Regions from separate parts of the Anas platyrhynchos genome. Here region 2 is linked to region 1. Evidence: chromatin contacts called from public Hi-C data. All regions are on one chromosome and are shown on one strand. Each heading gives the region's core, a stretch centred on a gene start, on an enhancer-like site or on the middle of the called end of the contact. The rest is flanking DNA. Distances are from core to core; before and after follow the strand shown. Region 1 has its middle 8.0 kb from the start of FDX1. Region 2 has its middle 36 kb from the start of ZC3H12C.

Evidence for each region. Hi-C and Micro-C count contacts between places; a contact is called where the count stands out from the background.
Region 2: a contact with region 1 is called in a Hi-C map of F1 follicle, with 4 times the contacts expected there. The contact joins two enhancer-like sites. A contact is called at or near these places in 4 of 8 Hi-C or Micro-C datasets (F1 follicle, liver, skeletal muscle and 1 more).

The regions. Positions count from the first base shown.
Region 1 is chr1:189,370,674-189,377,952 of IASCAAS_PekinDuck_T2T, reverse strand. No RefSeq gene overlaps it. Among named protein-coding and RNA genes, the nearest start is that of FDX1, 8.0 kb to the right of the region's middle. Within about 2 kb of position 3,387, at least 3 of the 8 cell types and tissues checked have an H3K27ac peak or open chromatin away from gene starts, as enhancers often do. A contact at or near this core is called in F1 follicle, where this site is marked.
Region 2 is chr1:189,514,256-189,521,534 of IASCAAS_PekinDuck_T2T, reverse strand. No RefSeq gene overlaps it. Among named protein-coding and RNA genes, the nearest start is that of ZC3H12C, 36 kb to the right of the region's middle. Within about 2 kb of position 3,049, at least 1 of the 8 cell types and tissues checked has an H3K27ac peak or open chromatin away from gene starts, as enhancers often do. A contact at or near this core is called in F1 follicle, where this site is marked.

The DNA of each region.
Region 1 (7,279 bases), core at 2,138-4,637:
TTCCTGTCAAGTCAGCCACCAAGAAAAAAATGTTATAAAGTTGAAAAAGTGATGTAATTGCAGTAACATGTGAAAAGCCTGGGCAAACTCATTAGGCATAAATGTGCTCAGGGTTAGCAGTCACCCTGTTCTAAAACCACACTTTCAGCCTGTGGATGCAGAAAGTCCTCAAAAAGGAACAGAAAGCTCTGAGAAAAAATCTTCCTTGGGCAACAAAGATTGTTTGTCTTCATACATGATCTCCTGTGGAAAAGCACACGATCACTGATGAGTGACTAACAAAAAGGAATAGCTGGTAGGATGAAAGGGCAGCAGGTGACGGGGAGCAACTAACTGAAATGGCACGGTGACATTTCGACATACAGCAGCCTAAACTGAGGTAGGTGGTAAATCCACAGGACTTGACACAAAGTACCAGCAAATAAAGTATTACCTAAGGGGGTAAATAGCTGCCACCTGCCCTAAGAAACCAGAGCACATCTCTAAATTACTACTGTGCTTTAGGAAAGAGTAGTTGCTGTCCCATTTCTCTTCCTTTACTTCCCTCGTTTCAAAGCTCTGTCATGTTAAGCCATTGGATTCGCTAATATAAATGGTATTGCTTCGGTCCCTTTTTAGTAAATAATCCCTAGAAATTCTGGATCAAGATCTAGTGAAATGCTGGCAAACATAAAAATAGAATAGAGAACATGTTCATGAGCTTTCATATCCTTAGTCTTGTAATACAAGAGGAGGCAGATCATGAAGTTGAAAAGTAGTGTATTTGAAACCAAGTGTTATCTTTTCATCAGAGAACAAAATGGACTGAAAATCACTGCTCCAGGATGTTACTGAAGTGAAAACACACAGCAAGCATCTAAGAGGGAGTGCAATACTTTCTTGTCCTGAATTATTGCATTTCTGGATATTTTTGTTATTTATATGCGGTATTGAAAGAGAAAGCCAGCTTGAACCACAAGTTAGTAATTAAGTTCAATTCTCCATCACCACACTTCTGATGACAATATTTTTGGGTTTGTTTTATTTTTGTATCTTCTCAGCAGCACTGGGAAACAACAACGGTTAGATGTACACAATCGGGCTAAATTAACATAATGCAGTATGGCACGTTATATGCTCCAATGAGCTCAACATTGTCTGAGAAATAAAACTAGGTTTAGCCCACAGAGAGAGCATGTCAGTGATCAAACTCTACATGCCTTGAGGAAAAACGGGGAAGAATCTCTAAGGTTTAATTCTATAAAGCAAGGTTGCAAAGCGACTACTGAAGTGCACATAATTGCTCCAAACTCTCTCTTTCTGAAAGGTCAGTTCTTAGTTCCCTTTAGGAGAACGTAAGAAATACAAGTTACACAACTGTTCAGAAAATCCTTAATTTGGGTAGAAAGTTCTTCTACACAATTCGGGCTTTGGGAAAATTCATTTAGGCAGAAACTCATTTCAGGTGTTACTGTACAACAGTTAGGGCTCAGAAAACCTTGTTCCCAAATGCAACAGACCATGAAAATGTTGAGTTAGATTCCTATTTGCAGCTCTGCTTACCAATTAAAATTTGTATGTTAAAATGCAATCGCCAACTGTTAAGATCCTCGAAAGTACTACCATTCTTCATGGAAGGCTCTGCCACAGTACCATCCAAGATTATTAAAACTTCTCTGTATTTACAAAGGCTGTTTTTAATATTCATTCTCTCACGTACACCAAATTATGATGGCAGTAAGTTCCGCTATACAGCTCTCTGTGGAAGAACAGAATCCAGCTTTTAAGGTAACTTGCTCATTTTTCAATAGTAGCCTAGTCACACTCCTCCTGCTAATGGTAGCAGAGCAGAACATAACATTTCTACTTAAGTGTCTTTTTCATTAGTAATTTTATGGTCACGCTGAAACACCACATCCTGCAAGACGTAGTACTCACACTGTAAAACTCAGCAACAGAGGCTGTTAAGGTGATTTTACAAGGAAAATGAAGATATGCCCAAAGCCTGCAGAGAGGCTTTTAATCCAGACATTGCAAGTAAAGCCAGCAGTCATACTGTCACTGAGATGGAGGTGAGTTCTGTGTTCAATTTTCACCGTGCCACATGGGCATAACCTAACTCTTCTCGCCTTTTCTATTTGGAGTGGCTTCGAAATGGTAGAACAGCTCTGCTGTTGTCTCTGCTTGAGCTCGTGCCACTGCTGCTAGTGCAGTTGCATAGCTGAGAACCGCTCCTGGAATTTTTCATCAAGACACGACCCTTCAGAATAATTCTATATAAAGGGTTCAGACCTTCTTCTAGGTGTTAGTATAACCAGATATCATTTGCTTCTCACAACATTTTCACCCCCCCCCCCCCCCCCCCCCCCCCCCCCCGGAAGGGACTTTTAATTGCCAACAGTTTTCCTTATCCGTTGAAGGTATCCAAACTGCTAAATTGTACATAAATATAATCAGCAATCGGTCTCAAAAATATTTGTGTAGTACCTGAAGTAATCCCTTACTCAAAGGTTCACTACTTTCTCCTGCAGTAAGTTAAAATGACAGCAAAGCTAGTCTCACAAGACCTACGAGCCTCACTAGCAGTCCTGATGTTTTTGAAGGACTGTTCATACGCGTTTTGGTTTGCAGAAAAACCCACCTAGATTTTTCCATATTCAGTGAAATCTAAACCACTGGACTTGTATTCTTCCCATATGGTGTGCAAAGCCACTGACAGATCTGTAGGACAAGAAAGATAAATAAATCATCAAATTAAGCAAGATAGATTACAACATATCATTTGCCCTAAACTAAGCTGGCACTATTATGCTTCTTTACACAAGATGGAAGAGCTCTAGCAAAAAGTGCAGAACATAGGATTTCTTCCAGAATATTTTCTTGCAAAGCAGAAGATGCACCGGAGGCAGAGATGAGGATGTGGGGAGTTGTGGGTTCGTGTGGGCTGAGTGAGTGTACCTCAGCTGCTTCCTGGCGGCTGCTCGGCACGCTTCCTCTGGAACAGATTCACTCTGTCAGGCGTAAACCCGGTGGAGCACGGGGATCCGAGAGGAAGCAAACACACCCCCGGGGTTAGCTCACAGCAGGCACGGCTCAGTCATGGGTACCAGGCTGCATCGGCGTGGGACAGGCTGCCGTGGGCTGCCTGCGAGCCTTTCTGCAGCTGGCACACGAGAGATGGGCCACAGGTCGAGCCCTGGTGTATAGGGGGTGCTCTCCTACCTGCTGACTTCTCTGTACTTATACTAAAATATAACACACCCAAATAAAAGCACGGAATTCTGCATCATTGTCTTTGAACCCGAGTATTTTTCCATCAGTAAAATTGGAGTGTTTTGCAATAACACATGTAAAAACTGCATTTTTGCTTCAGCTGTCTGATAACATTGTGGTTTTCTATGCAGTGGGATTAATCTTTCAAACAAAACTGTTGATATGTTTGCAGTGCTGGAGATTTCAGCCTTTCATACACACCCTTTAACCCATTAACCCAGCATCGATAGATATAAAAGGGAACAAATGCAGCCTAGTTCGTTGGCTGTCCCAGCTAACAAATGGCAGGTTCTACGGGCAGGCTGGCCTGCGATGACTGCAACAGTGCTGGCTCAGGAAATATCTCCCCTCTGCTACACAGCTAGCAATTGCTAGAAAAGCATTTGCTTCTCCATTATAGAGCTGAACAGTTCAAGCTTCTTCCATCTCAGGAAGCCACCAGCCCACACATAAAAGCTATCGAGTGCAGCAAACACCTGGGCTGAAATCTCAGCTGCCGGCCAGTCGGTGAGAGCAGGACGGTACAACACAATTTTAAAAGACATTTGATTTTTAAGGGATTACTAAAAGCATCATGCTTAATCACATAGGGTATAAACCCTGGAGCTAGATGATCCTTTACTCGTCTTTGCACAAGGTTTCTGCATCGTGGTGGTGAGCCTGGCTTTGCGTGGTGTACTGCAGCAAGGACTCCACCAGCTCCGCAGCTACGCCCGTTTAAAACAAAGAATTTGGCCTATTTAAAAACCCAAGTGCTGCCCGATTCCATTACCCGTGCTCATATACAGAAAACAGAAGCGTGTTAAAAAGTAATAGGGCAGAGCGCTACCTCAGCAGTTGGGTACTGCCACGGGTTACTAACTCCAACGCTGTGCCAGCACTTTGGCCGAAGGCCCTAAAAGCAGCGCAGGAGAAACCTCCTATGCAATATATATGCCCCAGCCTTGAAACAAGAGCTGCCTGGCAGAGGCAGTGCAGTACATTGGAAGCATTGTTTTATTGCTGCCTCGCTGCTGGGATCGCTGAGCGCTCCCAAAAACCACCTGGCGCTGCTGCTGTTCTGCTCCAGCGGGACACGGGATGCTGCGGGGGGTGGCCGCATGCTGCCTCTGCTCACTGCGGAGCAGCAGCTCGAGCAAATGCTAAAGGACTGGAAATAGCAGTTAATAAAGGAATGGAAATATCAGGTGAGTTCCCTCAAAGCAACCGAGTCTGCAGCGGTCGGGTTGCTGCCAGCTAAGCTAGCGCAATTTAAAGTAAAGGCAAATTTCTGCACCGGCGAGCGTGTCGGATGCACCAAACCCATGCAGGAGCAGCCCCCCACAGCCCCAGCTGGGCTTTGGGGCGCTTTGTTCATTTCCTGTGCTGAAGGGTTCCTGATTGCACACAGCAATCTTGGATTACAAAGGAGCACAGGCTCCATCTCAGCTTGTTTTAAGTGCTGCCAAGAAAAAAAGGGGACTTGGGTAAAGCCCAAGCTAGCCAAGCGCAGAATTGCCAAACCGAGGCTTTCAATAAATCAGCTCTCAGAAAGTCATGAGACTGGCATTAAAAAAGAAACAAACACACTCATGAGCCTTTAATAATAGTTTGGGGCTCTCTTTATTTCTTTTCTGTGTTCTTATATTCAGGTTTCTCTTCCAACCTAGGAAAAGATCAGATTTTAGATTTTACATTCTCAGCTGCTGATCACCTGATTTTGAAATGATGAAAAGAAGGCTTTGGTTAAAATAATACAAAAAATATAAAATTTATCAGCTTTAAAAATACTTCTGTTCACATTCTGAATATAATAAACATGCTCCTAGGGTGCCAGAGAGGGTCATTGTTTTCAGTCACACTGGTGGAGGCAAAACATAACTGCTAAGCTTCTTACAAACTACAAGCTGTGCAGTGCCAGATGTGTGAGTACCCCTTGGTAAGTCTGGCACTGTCTTTTTTAAATTATTTTTAATATATAACAGGTATGATCATTCACATGCATAAATGTTTGCAGGATCTTTTCCATGTGTACGTAACTGTATCTATTTGGAAAGGTCTCTTACACAACTACTTATGTATATGTTACGAGGCAGAGCCCCTGTATTGCTTTATACACTGATTCACATTTTTATTTTCAGACACTAATTATGTCTTCCAATGAAAGTGAACAGCAGCAACAAGATTTATTTGAATTTAAAGCTTTGGATCAGAGAAGGTTTTTGACACCTGCACATTTTATTACTTCATTTTCTTGCCAGCTCTCCACATTCCCAGTTTTGCTCATTAGAAATCTCTCCATTTCCTACTCTGGATGCAAAGTCATATGAAAACTTTCTCCTCCCTTCACTACTGCTGTGTTCAGTGGTGTGAGCACGGTGGAGCCCTAGCTTGCTGTGCCTCCTGGTGGCCACACAAACCTCCTGCCTTAACGCACTGCCCTCGTACACTAGACTTTCTGCAAGAATCTTACACTAAACTCTTTCTCTTGCATAATTGAGCTGCTTCTCTTTACGAACTGATAGTCTACCACTAAATATGAACTCATTCCTTCCTAGCAGGCTATCCGAGGATGCATTTTTCAAAGTAGTAAAGAGGAGGACCTTATACTTTTCTCACTTCACTTGCAAGTGGCAGTACAGCAGGGTTTGCAGAATCTACAGCAATCAACATCTTTGCTTAATGGAGAGATTTTGCTTCCCCTTTGTTGCATGTGTTTTTGAGAAACATCTGTAAGGACTGGGAAGAGAGTAAAAATATATTACTGATAATTCATGTCAGCATTATCCAGAGAAGAGAATTGGGCACCAATAGGCAACAGGGGTATCTGTCCGTATAATTCATTGTCAACATGAACCTCGTGCAGTCAGAAAATGTCTTTCTTGTTTAACTGGAGCCTCTAATTACAGTCTAACTACTATCAGGAGTTGGGACATGGGTAGCAATGAAAACATTGCCCAAATTCCTTAGGGAAGGTGTGGTGGATTTTGTTCCTCAGCTCCTGTCCTTCAGTGAGAAATCTTCAGCCACAGCTTCAGGGCATTATATGCCAGAAAATTAGGAAGGAGTCAGACCAAAGAAATGTCCAAAGGTGCCTCAAACCCAGTATTTTGCCTCTAGCAACTGAGAAAGTTGACACCCGGGAATGAATGTGAGAATGAAGCAAGCACAGATTTTCCCTCAGCGTTTCCCCAGCTTCCACCAATGTGCACATCAAGGATTGCAGACGTGTTAGACACTGTGTTCTTATATTTATCAGCCTGCAGTGGATTTCACTTTCATGAACTCGTACAGTTGTATTTTGAGCACACGCTAAGATACCATATTGAAGGAGACAAACCTTCACATCGGTAAAAGTTACCGCCCTGCTGGCTATGACTATGATGGCAAATTCTGCTTTGTTTTGAAAATTTCATGTTAAGCTGTCCACCACTTTCTCAACTTATCATAGGGAAGAGCTATTGCTATGAAATGTTAGGGATAACATGAAGCAGAAGAATTTCAGAAAATCAGAAGAGTAAGAAAAGCTTTCCTGTGAAAAACTCACATATTTTCCTATTGAACAGGATCAAGAGTTCCAGAAAACTAACTTTAAAGTCCCCTGGGCAGAGATGGAAATTGTCACAGGTTTTGCAGTCTCGTGTGTACAACAGACCCGTGGCTTTGGAACAACCAATTATTACCAGTTCAGCTGAATTCCAGGGCGGTAATTCACCCCCTTGTCACAGGACAGACCCACCTCCTCAGCTGTCCTCTCTGAGTGGATTCCCAGAGCTCCACCTCTCGGGATGACAAACTCCAAACATTTTTATCTCTTTCCCACTGTTTCAGGTGCTGTACTGAAATCATTGAAGACAAAGCAATTGGAAGCAAAACACTCTCCTGCCCTGCTGTGCTGCAGTTATCGGATCCTCACCAACGGTGCCAAAATTCTCACATCCAAATCACCTTTTCACTGCAGAATTGCTTGGCAGCTACACACAGAATGTGATGCTGCTCTGATTATCTGCCTTTCACAGAAAAGCTTTAAAACCACTTTCATTCCCCA
Region 2 (7,279 bases), core at 1,800-4,299, 140 kb before region 1:
GATCTGAAGGAGTGGCCTGGGACAAGCACCCTGTGGGAGCTGCGCCAGCAGAAGCCAGAAAGCACATGCTGCCCATGGGCAGATCAGCTCCAGGACTGTGGTGCTGCCTCTCCAGGAACCAGCAGGAGGTATCAATCAGGACAGGTCTCCAGCTCCATCTCAGCTCCAAGCACAACATCCACAGGCCAGGTTCCTTCCTTGCATTGCCCATCCTGCACATCTGACCAGGGAGGACTTAATGATGAATGCTGACGGAACTGTGAAGACCAAGAAAAGTAGTGAGCGTAAAGTGCCCAACTGCTTTGGGCAAAAAAGTCATTGACCTTTTTGTGTAGTTCTCAATTCCTCTGAAAAATGAAAGGCTTTGGCTTTGGGTTTTTATTGACTATTCTTCATTTCCACTCATTTGGTTTCTCTCCTTCCCTGCAGGCAAACATGTGCCGTCCTGGTTCCCAGCTTGCAGACCTGCTGCAGAGCACCCTCTGATGTCCTGCAGACTGGCAGAGCCCCAGGACCCCCAGCTGGGAGATGCTGTGCTTGGCCAGGCAGATGCTTCCCCCCTCAGAAGGAAAAGGAGCCCTGCACTGGGGAGCTAGCTTGGCTGAAACGTGCCAGCTACAACCAAATCACTCCAAGGCAGGTGATTAATTATGGCTCATTCCCCAAGGCAGGTAGTCATTATCATAATCCAGAGTCCCTGAGTTATAGCTGTCCCTTAATCACCTTTTATCTGGAAAATCTGGGGAACTTTTGTGCAATAAGCACTTTCTTTCAGTAACTATTGGTTTCAGTTTAAAGCAATGAATGCTCAAATCACTCGTATTGAGCTGTTTATGATCAGACAGAAAGACACAGGAGATGCTAGAGTAATAAATATTCAGCAGGTGACTGGAGAATAAGAAGAGCACAACTGCACAAAATTACTCTGCTTCGTGGTTATATGAAGGCACAGGGGAGCAAAAATCCTTTGCTTTATTCTGCTTCTAGGGGGATTTTTTTTTTTTTTAATTCAGTAAATTTGTTTCTTTTCAAGCTCTTGGTTCAGCAGTGCACCCTGCCCAGAGCTGGGGAACAGGCACTGGCTGCCCCCTCACAAAAATCTGAATCTCTGCCAAGTTCCTCCTATTGTTCCCTAAGCAATGATAATGCTCAAACCAATGAAGGGCAAATACGGTTTCTGTGAGCAGGGAGTGCCACTGCTGTGTGATGCTGAAGGCAGCTATATCTGGGTTAGGCAGAAAAAGCACAATGGTGCTTCTTTTTGATGTCTCTGTAAACCAAAGCACATGCATCTATTTCAAATCATGTGAAGTGGGGGGGAAGGACTGCTGCCATACCCTGCTGCAGGCACGGGGAGGACAGCAGCACTGGGCCAGGCATCCTGACCTTTGCAACATGCTTCAGCCACTGCACCCTCAAAAAAACATGTGAAATCCCAAGTGAGCCCCATCCAGGGGGACAAAGCAACCAGCAGGATCACATTTCCAGCAGGGAGGGGTGTCAGGCAATGTCACCCCACTTAATGCTCTCCAGTCTGACTGATTTCAAAAGTTAACTAAGCCTTTCCTCAGTGTGCTGCTTGTGCTAATAGATGGCACTATCTGACCTTGCAGCTTTTCTTACAAAATACAACTATTACTCACTGTAAGTATTCCTGGAACATGCACTTGCTGCCTTTCTTGCTGCCTGGAAATCTTTCGATCTTTGTCTTGCTTGTGTGGAATAGCACTGCTGCTACCAACTCTGCAGATCCGGGAAATACCCACCGTGTCCTTCTCCCTCAAATCTGAAAAGTCTCATTTCCACCCCCGTGGGCTCAGTTTTGTGATCAGCAAGCACATTTTTCTGCTTCCTAGATTATAGTTTCAACAATGCAGTCCCTGTGCAATGCCGGATACTGCAGCGTAGCCTTTCCTTTCTTTCCCAATGCTGCCAGAAAAAGTCCTGTAATTCCAAGGAAGAGATGACTGGTAATGTTTGCGATGTGCCAGTGCTGCTGACAGATGTGTCAGTACTTTAGACACGCAGCTGGTCAGCTTTATGAGATTCATGCCAGTAACACGATTCCCAAAAGACTACACATCACCAAAGGAGATTTTTTTTCTTTGTTTGTTTTAAAATACAGACATAGAGCAAAACTGTAGAAGCATATCAGATTCACACACTGATTTAGTCTGCAACAGCCCTCTGCTGGTCATGTAGTTCAATGTCCACTCAAAGCAGAGACAAGTTCACAGAATCACAGAATCACAGAATTTCTAGGTTGGAAGAGACCTCAAGATCATCGAGTCCAACCTCTGACCTAACACTAACAGTCCCCACTAAACCATATCCCTAAGCTCTACATCTAAACGTCTTTTAAAGACTTCCAGGGATGGTGCATGTAACATTAGGTGACTCAGGGCCTTCAGAGTTTGGTTTCCTTTTTATTATTTTTTTAAATTTTTTTTTCTCTTCCCCATCCTCATATTTTTTTTTTTTACTTTTTTTTTTTTTTTTTTTTTTTTTTTTCTGTGAATTACTGTTCTCTGTATTGTCCCATGACCCTAAAATTACTATTCCACTTCTCACTGAACACCTCAGCAGGATGCACTGCACGGGCCCATGGACTTCAGCTCTTTCTCTCCTTTCTGTCAGCATCATCTACAGTGGTACTGCCCAGCAATTTTGACTTCTCTTTCCCCTTCCTCTTCACCTTCCTTTTCCCCTTTCCCTTCCTCTTCCCCTTCCCCTCTGCTCTCCTCCTCCTCTCCTCCCCTGGGACTAGGGGAGCTACCGGAGCACAAAGGACTTGAATTTGGGCAGAGCAAAGAGTAGCACTAGAAAACTACAAGGACCAAAAATAAAAAATAAAAATAAAATAAAAGCATGACTGTGGAGAAGTGCAAATATTGTCCCATGCCATTTTGGACTCTGGATTAAAATCCCCGCCTCTCCCTGAGGCTGTGGGGCCGAGGCAGCCCAGCAGCAGGCTGCCGAGGGCCTCAGCTGGGCTCCAGGCCCCGCAGCCCCAGAGCCAGCTCGGGGGCTGCCAGCCATTCCCCCACAGCCCGCTAGAAGGAGCCGTCCTAAAAGCTGAGAAACCCTGCAGCTTTCCCTGCGAGAGGCTGCGGTGTCCCCAGCAAGGCGCTGGATTTCTGAGGAAAATTTTTTGAGGAGAATTTCTGGGTTTCCTCGCCCGGCCGGGCGCTGCCCCTCGCAGGGTGCCCCCGAGGGAGACACCCGGCCCCTGGCACCCTGTCCCACTGCCCCCTGAAGCCGTGAAATCAAGGGGCAGGTGGGGTTTGGGGCAGGAGAAGGGCCTGACCCCCTCCTCACAGCACCCCAGAGCCACAAGCGTGTGGGATGTTTCCCATTTGGCACCCAACGGGCATGCCAGGGTGCAGCATGTCCTCGCTGCGTTCAGCTCCGCAGAAAAGGACCTGGGCATCCTGGTGGACATCAAGATGGGCATGTGCCACCCATGTGCCCTTGTTGCAAAGAGAACCGATGGTATCCTGGGCTGCATTAAGCAAAGTGTTGCCAGCAGGTCAAGGGAGGTGATCCTTCCCCTCTAGGCAGCACTGGTGGGGCCACACCTGGAATGCTGGGTCTGGTTCTGGGCTCCCCAATACCAGAGGGACCTGGGCACACTGGAGAGAGCCCAGCACAGGGCCACCAGGATGATGAAGGCACTGGAGCATCTCTGCTGTGAGCAGAGGCTGGGAGAGCTGGGGCTGCTCAGCCTGGAGAAGAGGAGGCTCAGGGGGATCTCATCCGTGTCCCTAAATCCCTGAAGGCAGGGTGCCCAGAGGCCGGAGCCAGGCTCTGCTCAGTGGTGCCCAGTGCCAGGACAAGAGGCCATGGGCACAGCCGGGCACCCAGGAGGCTCCCTCTGAGCACCAGGCAGCACTGCTGTGCTGGGCGGGTGACGGAGCCCTGGCACAGGCTGCCCAGAGAGGCTGTGGGGTCTCCTCCTTGGGGATCCCCAAAAGCCGCCTGGGCAGCCTGTGGTTCTATGAAATAAAAGCCCTCTGCTCCCTTCTCCCTGGAGCCCAGCTGTTCAGGGGCTGTGTTTCCCATGGTATATCGTGTTTCCTCCTCAGCAGCAAGCAGCCGTGCCACCACCACGCAGCATCCCAGGGGATGTGTCGTCCTGGGGAAGGTGTCACTTAGCCAGAGACCACTGTCTGAAAAAGCAAACGTAAGGACTAGACACCAAAATTGCAGTTCCTGTGAGGCACAACACGCCTCAGGCAGCATTTTGGAACAAAAATATTCAGAGCAGGGAGGGAGGGATGCAATAAATGAAAAATCCCCCAAATAAATGGTTTTCCAGTTGTGTTTCCAGACCCTCAGAAGAAGCACTGTCATCACTGCCAGCGAAATCTCCCAGAGCAGGAATTAAGGGCCTTGCACACAGCAGCATTTCCTTGGAAATTACTCATCAGGTTATTTCTTTTTGCTCATGTTTGGCAAACTGGGAAAATATGTTCCATTCACACAAAGCTTAATCACATTGCATTAAATTTATATGGTTCCATGTGGTAATCACAGAAGTACTGCTGTGTGGCCCGTACCATGACACCAGTCCCACTTACCCTGCTGCCCAAAACTCTCAGACTGTCATTTGTTTGCTTGTTTTTGTTTTTGTTTTTGTTTTTTAGTTTGTTTGTTTGTTTGTTTGTGTGTTTGTTTTTTAACATGCCACAAGAACACAGCCACGGAAACACAGTGACAATTAGTCTGAAAATTATGTTTTCTCTCCATATCAGACCTTTACATTAGCTTCTAGAGAAAATCTTTTTTTGGCAGTTCTGGTCCATATTATACTATCACCCTCTTTCTAAGGAGAAGTTGGCATAGCTGTTGTCCGCACAAGGCATGGTCACGCAGCTAGCATGGTCTCCAAAATGGGTGTTGACCAAGTTGTGTTCCCTGACTTCAGCAATGTGTTTCTTTGGCTTTTCCCACTCCTTTCGCACTTGGAGGAAGAACTCTTTCTGCTCAGCCAAGGAGATACCGCTTCACTTACTGTGAAGTGAAAATAGGTCTTACACACCCCGTGTGGTGCTAGAGCTAGTGATCTCAGAGACCACCTTGTCTTTATCCCCTGAAACAGCTTTTCAAGAAAACCATTTGGCAAATTGGGCCATACGTAGGGGTAGCCTGGTGGTGACCAGCATCACATTATTGCAAATGAAGCATTCACCCAAAGCCATTCACCCAGTGCTGCAGACAGGTCTGAGTGGAAGAACAGGCTCAAGGCTTTGTCTAAAACCAAAGCTTTCTCTAATTTAATGGAGTTCAGTTAACAAACCAAATTAATTAAACTAGTGCAAATCCCCAAGTGGTCCATCTTAATCTTCTGTGCCTTAAAGCTTGTTTACAGACAGTTTTATGCTGCATTGACCATTTTTGTATAGCTTCTTTATATCAGTGTAGCTTATCTGCAGAGAGACCTCATTATATCACACCAGGGGTTGCGCTGATTTAGCTGGAGTGATTTCCAAACAGAGCGAATGAGAACAACGCAAGCATTGTGCATGTGAACTTAAACAACAACCCGCTACATTTAAGCTAAGCTAGTTTTAGATGAAGCTAAGTTGCCCTTATAATATTGTGTTGGTCTGAAAACACTACAATTTTTTCTACCTTCTCCAGATGAGTTTCAGAGATATAGCAGCACAGATGTGCTGGGAACAAGGCTGATTCTGCACAGCTCTCTATCCTCACCTCAAACCACTTGCAGCTGAAATTTCGTTGCTGAAAAGCAATTGTTGGTGAGCAGCAGTACTGCCACCTCTGCTTGCTGCCCAAACCAGTTTTCTGCTGGCTTTCAGGGCAGTGGCCATCCAGCCCAGCCTAAGCCCCCACACTTCACACAACTCAGCCAATGTAATATTTGAGGATCTGAAGTCAATTGGCTACACCAAGAGGCCAGCACTGATAGAAGAAGATACAGAGCTCAGTGCTTCACCTCTCTTATCTTTCCTCCCCTGAGCGTTTCTCTACGACCATGCACAAACAACCACAAGCCATCCCGCACAAACAGGGAGGTGGATTAATGCAGAACTGTGTCTGCTTTGATGAATTCAGCCTCTCCCTGCACAGGCATAAACTAAAACTGCCTGAACGAACCTGGCACCAGAGCTATAAGGTGGTCTTCTTAACTGTCGCACGACTGCTTGCCCTGATGATAGAGGCTACCCCAAGGAAGGGCCTGCCTACAGGGCTGCATAGCAGTGTTGTGTCTAGAGAAACTGGAAACAACCTAAAATTGGTGCCTGTAGAACAGTTTGTTGACTTCTGTTGACTTGGTTTGAGTACCAGAGATCAGGCCTTTGCTCCTGGTTTTGCCACCAGGTCTCTGCATGGCCCCAGACACTATTTTAGCCTCCTGTGGCTTTGCTTTATGTCTGTCTTTTTGTCTGTCCTGTACCTTGAATTCACAGGTGCCTGGGGACAGGCAACATTTCACCATTGGAAGTTTTCAAGCCCCTAACAGATGACACCATGAGCATCCTGGTCTGACTTCAGAGCTGACCTGTTGTGAGCAGGATGTTGGTTCAGAGACCTCCTCGGCTCCCTCCCAGCCTGAGCTTTCCTGTAACACCCTGATTCACAAGGAGTCAGTATGGGCTGGGGAGAAAGGGGATGGTGAAATACTTTCGGTTGTAAGATCATCCTTACTACAAAAAATAGCTTCAGCATTCGGAAAGGTATGGACTTTATTAAACTTAATGGGAAAGCCAGCAGGACATTCAACATGGTATTTATCTCACAGAGCGCTTTGGGCAGCAATAGTAAATGAGCAACACGTTCTGTCTGGGAGCTCAGGCCAAAGCTTTCAACATTGTCTCTTTAAACTTCTCTGTACAAAGACAGAAAATAAAATTAAACTGCAGCTACTTCAGTTAGATGCAGATTAGGCCATTTGAGTTTGAAGCTAGACCAATACAAACCAAGTCGGCGCAAAGGTCAGAGGTTATCTCCTGCATGCAGCCTGCTCCTCCACACAACCAATTCCTTTCCTCCCCAGACTCAGAAGAATAGTATCAGAAACCATAGCAACACTAAAATATAGGTATCATTTTTAGCTTCATGATGTAGGCTGCGCAAAATAGAAGAACATTTAAAAAGTTTTCTGCACAACCTAATTTGAATTTTTATGGGTTTATTTTAATAACAAAATCTCTCTCTCTCTCTTTTTTTTAATTGTTCTTAAAATTTTCATTGAGTGATCATTGGTTTGCACTCACTGTAGCTTGCAGCGAGGAAGGCATTGGAGTCTGAGATT